Linked DNA regions of Mus musculus: region 2 is linked to region 1. The links are chromatin contacts, called in public Hi-C maps. All regions are on one chromosome and are shown on one strand. Each heading gives the region's core, a stretch centred on a gene start, on an enhancer-like site or on the middle of the called end of the contact. The rest is flanking DNA. Distances are from core to core; before and after follow the strand shown.

The links. A called contact is a pair of places that touch in the nucleus more often than the background predicts.
Region 2: a Hi-C map of the N1E-115 cell line shows a contact between it and region 1, with 3 times the contacts expected there. The contact joins two enhancer-like sites. A contact is called at or near these places in 3 of 484 Hi-C or Micro-C datasets (the N1E-115 cell line, cortical neurons and embryonic stem cells).

What each region holds. Positions count from the first base shown.
Region 1 is chr9:116,417,144-116,423,842 of GRCm38.p6, forward strand. No RefSeq gene overlaps it. Among named protein-coding and RNA genes, the nearest start is that of Gm31559, 28 kb to the left of the region's middle. Within about 2 kb of position 5,353, at least 1 of the 459 cell types and tissues checked has an H3K27ac peak or open chromatin away from gene starts, as enhancers often do. A contact at or near this core is called in the N1E-115 cell line, where this site is marked.
Region 2 is chr9:116,962,748-116,969,770 of GRCm38.p6, forward strand. All of the region lies in intron 3 of Rbms3 (RNA binding motif, single stranded interacting protein), which reads right to left. Among named protein-coding and RNA genes, the nearest start is that of Gm39452, 230 kb to the right of the region's middle. Within about 2 kb of position 3,309, at least 16 of the 459 cell types and tissues checked have an H3K27ac peak or open chromatin away from gene starts, as enhancers often do. A contact at or near this core is called in the N1E-115 cell line, where this site is marked.

The sequences.
Region 1 (6,699 bases), core at 4,103-6,602:
GTGTGTGTACATATGTGTGTGAACGTGTGTGTATGTGGCTGCATGCATGCATGTGAGTGTGTGTGCATGTGTGTATGTGTGTGTACATACATGTATTATCTGTAAACATTCTTGGTGGGGTAGCCATGGAAATGGAGAGACAGAGGGGCAGGGCCATGAAAGGCTTTGTATGCTACACTAAGTGGTTAGAAACACTGTCTCTGATGAGTTGGACACCTAGCCACAAAAGCCATATTCAGGCAAAGATCATACATTAGCCAACTTATGCTGAGTCTTGTGTAGTCTGTGAAGGGGCTTAGAGTGAGCTTTGTGAAACTGGATACCAAACACTCAGTAAAGAAACTGACAGCAAGACTCATGACCTGGGTGTGGTCCCTGGACCACTTAGTGAAAGGAGAAAGACAGCACCAAGCTCCTCTGACCTCTTCACATGCATCCTGGCACGAAGGCAGTCTCCTCCCACATAAACAAAAGGTAAATGGAAAGATAAACAAATAAAAGAAACTCCACATTTCAATGTTTTAGACAAGAATGATGAGAAATTGTTCAAGGGTAATATCAGAAGTAGAAAATTCGATATTTCAGAAGTTGTTTGTAACTCAAGTTGGAAGAATTTATGTGTTAGTTGGATTTGGGCCCCTAGATGAGGGAGGCACCATAAGAATATTCAGCCAAGTATATATTGCATCCCACATCGACAAGAGAAAATAGAGGGAGAGTAGTCTTTGGCCTAGCTGGATTCATGGAGAAATGGGCAAAGACGTCCCTTTTTAAGGGACAGCAGATGCTTAGGCCTCAGCTGTGAACCCTGTCTGGTTTCAAGAGAAAGGGACTCGAGGGAAACTGAAATACAGTGTTTCCAGAACAAAACATGGCAGAGGTGGTGAGAAAAAGATATAAACAACAGTCAAGGCTTCAGGAAAAACAAACAAACAAAATACAAACAAAGAAAGCAAAAACCCAGAAAGTCTGTATGCCCTGAGATCAAAGAGCCTTAAGTAGTGCAGGCTAGTGTCAACACCATCGAAGGTCAATGGATGCTCAAATAGGATTGAAAATATGGAGACTAGCTAAATCACATATATGTTGAAAAAAGTATTCAGTCCAAATCAGGTTAAGCAAGTAAGCTATTTTGGGGTGACCCTTCTTTAAACAGATGGGTGTCTGGTGATAAACCTGATTGTGGAAAATCCTGTTAGAAGAAAAAAATGTAAATTTCACACATAGCGTTTATATTCTCAGGCATGAGGGAACAAATCGGCACATTTTGCTAAAACCGTATCAACCCTGATACTAGATCATGCCATTATATATTCATGTCTTATATCAGGCTGGGGGTTCTTTCACATTCACAGAAAGTGCTGTCTAACTCATTCTCCACTTTCCCAAGTTATAAATTTAAAGCAAACCAAACTTAGCCCTAAATCAATTCAATACTTTGTAACCCCCCCCCCAAAAAAAAAACCAATTAGATACTACCCACACATGTTACTTGGATACATGACTTGAATGTGTTGCCTTCATTTTGAACATAGTGTGGTAATTTGAATGAAAACAGTCCCCATACACTCATGGGTTTGGATGCATTGTGGAACTGTTTGGGAAGGATTAGGAGGTATGGCCTTTTTTTGGAGAAGAAATGTCACTGGGTGTGGGCTTTGAGGTTTCAAAAGACTCACACTATTGCTAAGGATAAAGATGTGATCTCTCATTGTCCCTGCAACAGTGTCTTTGCTCTGACACCATTGGCTGTAACCCTCTGAGACCATAATCCAAATGAAATGCTTTCTTTTATAAGTTGCCTTGGTCATGGTATTTTGTTACAGCAATAGGAAAGTAACTAAGACACATAGTATCTGTCATTTTAGCTCTTCCTCCATCTTGTAAATAAATCTGTCAGAGCATTTGATAATGAAAGGAAGGGAGGCACTATTTAGCTGTGTATGAATCAACTTTATCCCACTCAAGGTCTGCTGTCCTTGCTAGGGCACAGTGCTCACATGGGCATCTATACACACACGCATGTTCCTAGGCATTTATTTCTAGTTTGATCTGTGGATAGGAACATCTCATTGAACAAGTGTCAATTCTGGTTACTGCAGCAATGCAGGACTGATAAAAATTATCTTCTCATCTAAGAAAATGAGATGCGATGTTTTTTTCCCCCCTCAGAGGGCAGAGGAGTTAACCAAGACAAAATAAACAAAACACAGCAATCTAATTAAAATAAACTGCGATCTAATAACACAGAATAATAATGATCGGTTCCTAGACTATCTAAGTCAAGTCCATGAAGACATTGTATTTATAGCAACAGTGCCAAAGTGAACTTTCAACAACATTGCTGGTGCCAATCTGAGTAAGTTAGACATAATTATGTTGTTTAATAAATATTGAATGAGCATCCAGAATGGCACAAAATATCATGCTTGAAAAACATAAAGGTCAGCGCTCTTGTGAAATTTAAATGAGCTAATTAAGACATTTAATTGCCATGCTGAGGAGCTGGAATGAAGAGGAGAACACTGGGAAAGGCTGGTAGACGTGTCAGTCAGTGGAAGGCATAGAGAGGAAAGCGTGGTTGGGACTATTTTATTTCCATGGGCTGTGAGGTACATGCACGCCATTTTTCTTGGTCGCATTGTCTCTGGGCTGATTTTTCTGTGTTGAGACAGGGTCTCATGGAGTCCCTGAACTCCCTCCATATGTAAGACTGACCTTGAATTCTTGTTCCTCCAGCCTCTGCCTCCTAAGAGCTGGGATTGCAGGCATGTAGCATTCTGTTCGGACTGAAGTGCGAGCCGAGGAATTCAGTGACTGTATCTCTAAGTCTTGGGGAAATAGTTGAAGATGAGAACAATTTTAATATGGGATTTATTATTTTGCCTTTAAAAAAAAGACTCTGTGTGTGTGTATGAGTGTGTGTGTGTGTGTGTGTGTGTGTGTGTGTGTGTGTGTGTGTGCACAAACATGTAAGTACCTGCAGAAACCAGGAGAAGGTGTTGGATCTCCTGGAACTGGAGCTAAAGGGAGTTGTGAGCTGCCTGATGTGGGTGCTAGGATTTGAGCTCAAGTCCTCTGGAAGAGCAGCCAGTGCTCTTAACCACCAAGCCACATTTACAGCCCCCTAAATGACACTTTTTACACCAACATTCAATCATTGTTGTTGATATGAATAAATACAATTGATTCTCCATCTTTTCTCCTGCATTGTGACCCCACGAAGTTTACTCACTGTTTCTCATGCTCGAGTGGCAGTTTTACCGACTTTAGTTTCCTACATAAGTGGTCATGATGGCTTGCAACACAGAGACCATTTTAATATCTATCTGGGTTTCATTCGTTCTTTCTCCTCCTCCTCCCCTTCCCTGCTCTCCTTTCCCCACCCCACTGGCTCACATTTGCCTCACAACAAACCAAGTAGGCCGGAGCTGGCATCCTGCTCATTCCTGCTCCGAGAGCGAGAACATTTACTGTTTAGTGTCGTGAATGACGACACCACTTGTACATTTCTTCACAGACCTCTTTTATCAAGTTGAAGGATGCCTTTTGTATTCGGAGTCTGCTGTAGGTTGTTTTCAATAATGGATGTTGTTTGTTTCCCCAAGTATGTCTTGCTCTATTGAAATGAACATGTGTTTTTTTTTTTTTTTTTTCTTCTACACTTGAAATGATGGTGAATTACGTTCGAGTGTCAAATTGCTCTTGCGTTCCCAGGCTTAACTGTACTTAGTCATTGTAGACGAGCAAATAGTCCCCAGGAATGTCTGCCTTTGCTTCTGAGAGCAAGACCGTGTGTCTCTGAGAGTATCTTCAATTCCGTAATGTGCTCAAAGGCCTCACTCACAGGATTTATAGTCATACTTATAGGTCATTTAAAAAGAGTTTAAAAGTAGTTAAAACAACCAGAGGTAGACTCTCGTGGTGTCTACACCAGTCCTAAGCTCCCAGTGGCCCACTCACAGTGACATGCCAGAAAGTACTACTATCCCAGTGACAACATGTCTCACTACTCGTAGATTACTGCCAGTTAGGAAAGCCGTGGACACTTTCACAGCATATGGGCCACATTGCTAATTTTGGTCCCCACGTCTCCAAAGATTTATTATATAGACATATAACATATACATATTATACACAGTCACTTAACCAAAAGCCTCCACTCCAAGTCACAGGATCACACCCTTCGTCATGGCCCAGTGTCCCAGGGAAACAGACATAGTTTTTTCAGTCTGAATATTCTGAGGCTATAGTAACCGCGCTCTTCCAAGGAGCAGAGAGCGAAGGTCAGAAGCCTTCTCTTTGGGCAAGGAGAGATTCTTTTTTATGTAGCCATAACACATGTTATTTTCCCTTTAGTATGATAAATGCTTACTATCAATCGATCACAAAGGTATATCAGTAATTGTTTTTTCTTTGTAGGAGTTTCCCTAGCTTGGGTATTGGAATATGGTCAATGGCTTTATAAAGTGAGCATCTTCCAGTATTTAAGTTTCTGGAGAAAGTACAATGTACTTGCTATTTATTTTTGCTTTGAGATGTTTTAAGGACTTAGGCATTTTTTATTCCTAAGAAACTTTTTAACAACAAATTCCATTTTAAAAATAGATCCAGGGCTAGCTTCTAAATTATCTCATTCTGAAACGGGTTTGGGTAATTTACATCTTTTGTGGAATTTGTTCATTTAATCAAATGTTGAATATATTGTCATCAAGATGTTTATTATACTTTAGTGCTATGTACTAATTTAAATGAATTTTCATTCTACAGAATCTATATGGCAATTATACCTCTCATTCCAGAGATTAGTAAATTGTAGGTATTGTCATCTTTCCTAATCAAACTCTGGCTAAAATTTTATCAATTTTATGTTCCCAGTTGGTTAACTTAATTTACTCTAGTATTTTCCTCTCTCCTGCTTTTATTACCTCCCTCTTCTGTTTTCCTTGGATCAAATTCATTTTACTATGCCAGTGTCTTTGAGTAGAAGATGAGGTAATTGATTTGAGAACTGATTCTTTGCAGATACGGCCACAGGGCCCAATAAATGTCTTCCTAGCACCATCTTGATTGCATCCTCCAAATCTGGGGCTGTTTTGTTTTTATTTGACTCAATACAAAATATTTTTAGCTCCCCTTGTGATTTTTTTTGACTTGATCAGTTTGGAAATTTTCTGTTTCATTTTAAAATAGTTGAGGCGTTCCCAGAATCTTTGTATTATTAATTTGTAATTCAATTAGGCTTAATTGGTGGGCATACTGCATATGACTGGGTCTGTTCTGAATTTACTGAGGCCGTTTTCATTTACTGAGCCCGGAGTATAGCATGTTATGGTAAATACTTAATGTGTACTTGGCACTAAGCGAATTCTGTGCCATGGCTTTTCGAATGTCTGCTGCTTGCACTTTTCCCTGTCTTATCACTTATTAGGGGAGTATCTTTGCATTCCCCATGGAAAACTGGGAACTCATTAGTTTCTCCTTGTAATTTTGTCAGCTATTCTCAGCCGAGGTTTAAAAGTTTGGTCACTAGTTTTGTGAAAATCTAATATTTTAGGTTTTCTCTATTAGTTGGTTCTGTTTTCATTATGATTTTACTGTGTGTGTGTGTGTGTCCTTTAATTAGTTATTTGAGAATTTCATACATGCATACAATGTACTTTGAACATATTCACTTCCTACAAGTTGAGTGTTTGCATTTAAGCATTATATACTTTAATATATGTTCTTATAAAAAATGATTAAATTGAATGTTTAATGGGATTACTAACTGGCTCCTTTTAATTTCCAACCAAGAATCCATATCTCTTGGAGTTCATCCTAGGTTTTATGGATAGGAAGGAATTTATAGGGTAAAAGGAATTATTAGGAAGTTGTAGAAATAAAGGTTGACAGAAGTTTTGAGATATCCCAAATCGGAGGAGTCGCAGCAAAGCCATCTGCAGGTGCCTGCATAACCTGTGACACCAACCTGAGAAACTCCTTGTAGGGCGTTGGAGGGGACATGCAGCCCTGCCACCAGAAGACAATAGCCTTTCGTTTCCACCTGGAGTTAAAGGTCACGGAAGTGCCTCTAACGGGAAGAGTCTAATTAGATCACGCCGACAAGAAATAGTTTCCAGTGTTTATGCCTTGGCGGGATGTGGGAAAGCTCAGAAGAGAGTTACGGCTTTTAGGAATCAATGAACGGCACCCCTCTCCCAGGCCCAAGCTCCGCATGCAAGCACTGTGGGCATTCCCTGAGAGTAGATCCACCTGCCCATCATTTTAGGAGCTCATCCACTCATCCGTCCGTACACTTGCTCATTCTGCAAACACTGCATTACCATCCCATGCTTGCAGAATACTAGCATATGCAAAGTGTCAGGCCCTGTCGTCAAGTGCAGAAACACAACAAAAGGAGCCTGCGAGGCTCAGCGTGTAAGGGAGCTTGCAGAGCAGTCTGGGGGCCTGGATTCCATCCCTGGAGCTCACCCAGAAGAAGGAAACAACCAACCAGCAATTGCCTTCGGATCTCCACATGCGTGTCTCCTCACCAGATAAATACAATTTAAAACACTCCATAATTTAAGATGGTAAAGACGTATACAGCTGTTATATATTTAAGTAAACACTAAGATGTTGAGTCATTGGGATAACGTAGTTCTATAATCCCAGCCCTTGGAAGATGGAAGCAGGAGGATCAGGAGTTCAAGGCCA
Region 2 (7,023 bases), core at 2,059-4,558, 540 kb after region 1:
TGATGGAGAAGGTTGGCCGTTGAGATGAAGCAAGGACTATGGCTGCAACCCAGAACAAAGGCAGCCATAGTCCCAGAACAAGGTCACTCCCCTGACTGAGATGGAGGAAGTGGAGGAAGGCAAACAGGGTGTGGTGATTGGCTGATCAGTCTGGGAGTAAGTCAGGAGTGGACAGCAAGGATTGTCGCTTGGTCGGATTATATTTTCCTTTACCATAAGCATCTGGGTGAGGGAGCCGTGGTTTACTGAATTGAAGAGACTGGAGGAGGACTCACCAGGAGTGAGAGACGATGAAGACACGGTCAGTCAAAACACCTGTGAGAACCTATGCAGTCATTTGCAGTTGGATATTGTGATAGTTGGCTTTGAATATCCTCCTGCCACAATACGGAATCACCTGGAAGAGATTCTTCATGAGGGGTTGTAAAGATCAAGTTGCTTATGGGAATGTCTGTTCAGAGATTGCCCTGATTATGTTAAGTGATTTGGGAAGATCTGATTCACTATGGGCAGCTCCATTCGCTCTGAACTGTCTCTGGGTGGAAAAAAAAAAAGAGTTGGGCACAAACATGAATGACTTACTGCTGTCTGTTCTGGGTCGTGGATATAGCATGACCAGCCACATCATGATTCTACGGTTACCTCCCTGCTAAGATAAGCTGACACAAACTCCTTCTCTCTCCTAAGTTGGCCTTGTCAAGTACTTACACAGCAACAGGAAACAAAACCGACACCAGGCTAGAAAATAAGCTAAGATTACAAATACATATTAAGTGGGGAACAACTTAAAAATGCTAGTTACAAAAAAAGAGAAAAAATGATCTAGAGTGGGTAAAGGTTTAGATTTTGACTTGAACAACTTCAGCCATTAGGTCTCAGAGGCAAATTTGGAGGAAAGAAAGACCAAAGGAGAACCAGAGAGGGTGACAGACACAAACAGGAATGTGTCCTCTCATAACCAGGCAAGGAAGGCTCTCAAGAGGGAAAGAGACATGGCAAGTGACAAAGAGCATACATGGAAGTGTATGAAAATGCCCAGGGTCCTTAAGAGTACAGATGTCTGTGACGTGGTAAAGTCTGAAGCCTGCCCTCTATGAGGAAGAAGTAGGGGAGGGAGAGGGAAGGAGGAGGTGTAGATAGACTTTATAAAAGCTTGGCTAATGGGGAGTATTGAGAGACAAAATTAGATAGAAGATAGGAAGTCAATGCTGGAGGGTTGTGTGCATGTGTGTACATACGTGTTTACATGTGCATGTATGTGACATATGAATTCACATGTATGTGTGTGACATATGTATTCCCAATGTGCACATGTGTGAGGAACCCAATGCTCAACCTTAGGTGTCATTCCTAGAACTTAGGTGCTGAGGTAGAACCCGTCTACCTTGTTTATTGAGACATGGTGTCTAATGCATATGGAACTTACTGTGTAGGCAAGACTGGGTGGCCAGTAAGCCCCAGGGATTTGCCTGTCTCCATCTTCTAGCATTACAATTACAAATGTCTATCATTATGTCTAATGTTTCATATGGGTGCTGGGTTTGAGCCTAGAGCCTCATTAGTGTACTGCAAACACTTAAACTAATGGAGTCATCTCTCATCCTTCAATTGGGTTAACTGAGTTTTCATTTTCTTTATAAGATGAGTGTGTGTGTGTGTGTGTGTGTGTGTGTGTGTGTGTCCTTATTGTGTGAATTCAAAGGAAATGACTAAAACTCATTTCAGCGATTCAGAAGTATTTTTTGGCCAACTACTAGGGCACGCTATAGACTTCTTTGTAGTTTTGAGCAAGAAGTAGGAAAGTAGGGGAGACCAAGCTGAGAAGAGATCCAAGCTTTGTGAAAACAAGTAGACAATTCATAAAACATCCTATCCAAGAAGGCGCAGGCCCAGGCACCTCTGCACAGACATAGACATGCTGCCCCAGAACCCACAGTCACTGGAAGGAAGAAGCGCCCTGGCTGTGTGTGTGTTACGTATCTCAGTCAGTGCTGTGACCAAGTGCCCCACACAAGCAACTGAAAGGGAATGGCTTATCCCGGCTCTTAGTTCTGTCATAGCGGGGAGGCATGGCAGCAAGAACAGGAGAAAACTGGTCACAGTATCGACAGTCAGGCAGAGAGCAGGTAGGAAGGGGGCTGGTTTATAAACCCACAAGGCCACCCCAATGACTTGCTTCCTTTCCCACATCATAGCCCTGAATTCATTTCTTCCTTCAGCAGGTAGAGGGTTGGTTCTTGATAGTGTCAATAAAGAAGGCAGAAGTCAGTTACTGGATGAAAGGAAGAAGGTGGGACTTCCACCTCCCAGGAGGAGGAGGAGGAGGAGGAGGAGGAGGAGGAGGAGGAGGAGGACCATGTAACATCTTAAGTAGCTGTAAATGGCAGCCTTTGCCACCTGCAGATAGGCTGAAATAGGCTAGCTGACAAAGCTAGTACAGGAGATGTTTTTGCCCCACACATCAGATTCCTCCTTGTACTTCAAGTCCCATTCTCCACACAGTATATTAGAGAATCTAGGTCTGGCTCTTCAGGAGGCTGTGCTCCTATACATACTTAGCCAATTTCCACAAGGCACCCTGAGCTTTCTCTCGGGAAATTTTTGACTGAATTCTGGGGACAATGAGGGACCCCACACTTGTGGGGGTGGCTCCAAGCCAACAAGAAGCAAAAGATTCTGCATACAGACTTAGAATAAAGAGCGAGTAAACACTCTCCAGTTGTGGGATATTCATGTATACTTTTACTGGTCTAAGTGAGGGACCAGAGGTCAAAATGTCTCAAGAAACCGTGAAAGATATTTCCATTCTGGAAGAAAACGTGGCGTCTTGGAGGTTTACGAGGGTAAGAGCTACATCACGGCCGGGAGAAAACAAAATGACATACAAGGCTGGCTCTAATAAGAAACAGCGATGCGTTGAGTGAGGGATAAAAATCACTTTAATTTGGTTTCAATTTGCTCTCCTTCCCGACAAATAATTAAGTCTGGTCACGGCCACCTCTGCCCCTGCAGCTGGCAGGAGAAAGGCAGCAGAGCAGCCCCACCCAGCTCATGGTGCTTTCTACCCTGCAGCACCCCAGGAAAGGCTAGCCAGGACAAACTCAACTTGGTGGCTGCGCACCCACCTCCTTCTTATGTCATCTAATTTGGCCACAGGTTCAAGCCAATTAGATCTGAATGTCACTGTTCCCTCCTACCCCCACCCCCCACCAGCCAGAGCTTGTTTTTCTTCCTGGTCAGAGGAGACCAGGCCTGCAGCTTGGCAATTAGGCGGAAGTGGCGCCATGGGAGGAAAGGAACTGTGGGATAATTAGGTCATTCTGAGAATTCGGTCTTCCATCCACAGGCTTAATCAATGCTTCCCTGAAATGCTTTGTACCTTCTGCGCTTACTTAAGGTTTTGTTATTACATGGCACTACCAGTGGGATGACCTTCTAGAGAAATAATCTATATTAATTACAACTTAACTCTACAGTATCACCCGAGGGCCCTTTGTCTGTCTCCTGCAGTCAGAGGTGACATATTCCAGGGACCTTTATCCTTCAAAACCCATTGTGCAAAGATGGGTTTGGAGTTTCATTAAAGTCTCTTTACATATTCAACGGTTGATACACACATGGGGTGTGTATGTGTGTATGTGTGTATGTGTGTTTGTATGTGTGTGTGTTTGTATGTGTGTATCTGTTTGTGTGTGTCTGTATGTGTGTGTTTGTATGTGTGTGTGTATTTATGTGTGTATGTATATGTGTGTTTGTATGTGTGTGTTTCTGTGCATGTTTGTATGTGTTTGTGTGTGTATGTGTGTGTTTGTGTGTATATGTTTGTATGTATCTCTGTGTATATGTGTGTGTGTTTGTGTGCATGTGTTTGTGCGTGTCTGCATCCCATTTTATGTGCACATGTGAGTTAGATCAGGAGGTAGGTATACAGAAGTACTGCTGTAATACCTGGAAAGGACAAGCAAACCTCTGTTTCCAGGTGAGGTGAACAGACTACAATTTGTGCACAAAACAAACAAAAAACAAAAAGTAAAGGCTAGGTAAAAGACATAAGATTTTTAGTCTGGTTGAATAAAACAGTTACAAGACAGACAAACTCAACAAGTGAAGGAACTTGCTTTCAAGTACCACTTGAAAATCGGACATTCTCTCTGTTTATAGTGCCTGAGAAATCATACCGAGCTATACCCGAGTTCAGATGGGTCTACCAAATCACCATGTACAGTTGACTTTTCTTAAATAGGAGACATTACTGCTGCTGACTGAGAGTCAAAACTAGGATCAAGATCATTATTGAGGAGACGGGTGAAATGCCCAAGTGTTATTGAGACTCAGTGTCCACACAGTTTACCTAGCCTTCTTCTGGGGCAATTATTACTTTATTGCATGGCAGAGATTTAACAAGCAGTCAATGTAGATATAAATTTCAGGCCAACCTCCAGAAAGCCTCTCTTTGCTGAAAGGCTGCATTCATAGATGTCTGTGAATTATCTGAGCAACATGTCTCTTCCATTGGTATAGAGAGAAGGTAATGTTAGAATGATGGCTGCAGGAACGGGCCTGGGGTACTCACAAAACATCCTACTGAGTTTGTAGCTATGATGGGAGCAAGCTATAAGAACACTGTCACTGCAGGCCACTGGGTAGGCAGAACTGATTACCATCTAAGCTCTGATTGCCCATTCCCCTCTTCCTCCCCTTGCTCCAGTCTTACAACAGGCAGCGGCGATAGAGTTCTCCCAAGCACAGAGCAGAGGTACTGGTCTTAGTGAGCAAGCGTTGATTGGAGGGGAACCACTGCCAAGCTGTGATACTGTGCTCTATATTTAGACTCAGTGAATCCCCAAAATGGCTGGTGTGGGATGCTCAGAGTCAACACCCATCTTCAGAATCCACCATGCATGCAGGAAGAGAAAGCAAAGCCCATAACTGGGAATATTATAAGAAGAAGCCTTATATATGCTTCTCTAGCTATTTTCTTTTTGTTTTATACATGTACACATGTATGTGTGGCCATGTGAATGTGGTATATGTATGCATGTATGTGTGGCTATGTAAATAATTTCATTCTTGTTAGAGGAAGATGCTGGGCCTCCTGATCTACCGCTATTGTTATAATTCTCTTTGAACAAGGCCCTCTTGTGGAACCTGACCCCAAGGTTGGTAAACAGCAAGCTCCAGAAATGCTCTTGTGCTCCCTCCCTCACAATGCCAAGGTTTCTGGTAAGGGATTTTGTAATAGAGCACATAGATGGTAACTGAGTTCCTTGTGTTTCCAAAGCTTCTCTCCAGCTCCATGGTGGTTATTGTTTGTGTGTGCATTGCTTTATGAGCCCGAGTTTCATTACAGAGCCCAGGTTGACCTGCAACGTTTTAATTTTGTTTTTTATTATAGTTGACTCTTTATGTGTGCATGTTGAGGGGGTTGGTTCTCTTTCCACTTTCACCTTGGTCCCAGGAATTGAATTCAGATCATTACTCAGTGCCACTAAGTGGCTGGGCTATCTTGCTAGCTCAGGTTATATACTCTTATTTTAGGATATTAAGGGCCAGGAGACATCTCAGATAAAACAGCTGCTGTATAAGCATGAGCTGAGATCCCAGCTCTTGTGTCAAAGCTGGATGTGGTGGTTTCTATAACCCCAGTCCTGGGCATGGGGAGAGACACAGGTGCCTGGAGCTCATTGACTAAATCACTGAGTTTCAGTTCATTGAGAGACACTGTCCCAGTAACTGAGAGAGAAAGAAACTCATGAAGATACAACATCAACCTCTGGCTTCCACATGGATAGGTGCCCATATTCACATAAACATGTAATGCTCCCCCAAACACACACACAGACACACACACACACGCACACGCACACACACAGATTTAGCTAATATAAAAACAACACATATGAAGCTGTTACACAAAGACAGATAGATGACTAATTAAAGTTTATTCTTTCATTCTAACCAAAGTGGCAGCAGATTCTGCAACAGTTCTCTCCTCTCCTCTCACAGAAATGTACTTAGATCCATCTCCAAGGCTTTACAGAAAATGATCAAGATCTTAGGAGAGAAAATTTGAGAGCTTTGATTGGATGACAGTACTAAGAAGGTGTGCTCTGATTTCACACCTATCTGTAACTTCCAAATAAGAGTCTCCTCAACAGTTGAAGACATGTTTCCTCCGAGAAAAAAATGTACTGAAAATTATTCACTGATGTGTATGACAATGTTATCAAGATTTTTTTCAATTTATTTTAGTGTGTTGTTGCTCAAGCCTGCTCATGCATATGCTTAAAGGGTCAGAGGTCAGCCTGAGCGATTCTACACACTCCTTCCGTTCCGGGGATCAAACTCATGTAATCAAACTCCTGCCAGCAAGCATGTTTACCCGCTGAGCCACCTCGCCATCATGGGAGGTGTTTAAATAGCTGGTTATTCGTATAGCAAGATTATTTCTCTCTCTTCCCTGATCCTTCAATAGAATGCTAAGATCTTAGGGCAGGTTGGTCAAGGTGCACTTTGAGATCTCTATAGTTTAAGGCACACGCACACACACACACACACACACACACACACACACACACACACACCATATAGTTACAGACAATGATTTTCACAAGATTCATTATTTGGGTCATTAAATGAAGCAGCTGTGTGAGCAGGGATCGAGAGCCCTCTTCTCCCCACTCCCCTACAGAATCCTTACCTTCTACTTTAAGGAATGATTTAGAAATCAATGGTATTGGTATTGCTGGGAGTGGGGGAGTGGGGATTGTTGGATACGCAGCTATGTGGGTCATCGCTGATCTACTACATTAGCCTTTAAATGGTAACGTGTCCAAAGTGGTCCCTCAGACGTATACATTGGACGTTGAACTGTGCAGATGCCCAAGGTGATGGGCAAGACGTTCCATCAAGAAAGTCACTTGCTGTTCTCATGAGATGCCTGGAGAGAAAGCTGCTACCTCTGCCCTAACCAGCTCTCCCTTATCCCCCAGTTTCCCTACAGCCCCTTCCCAACCCTTCTGT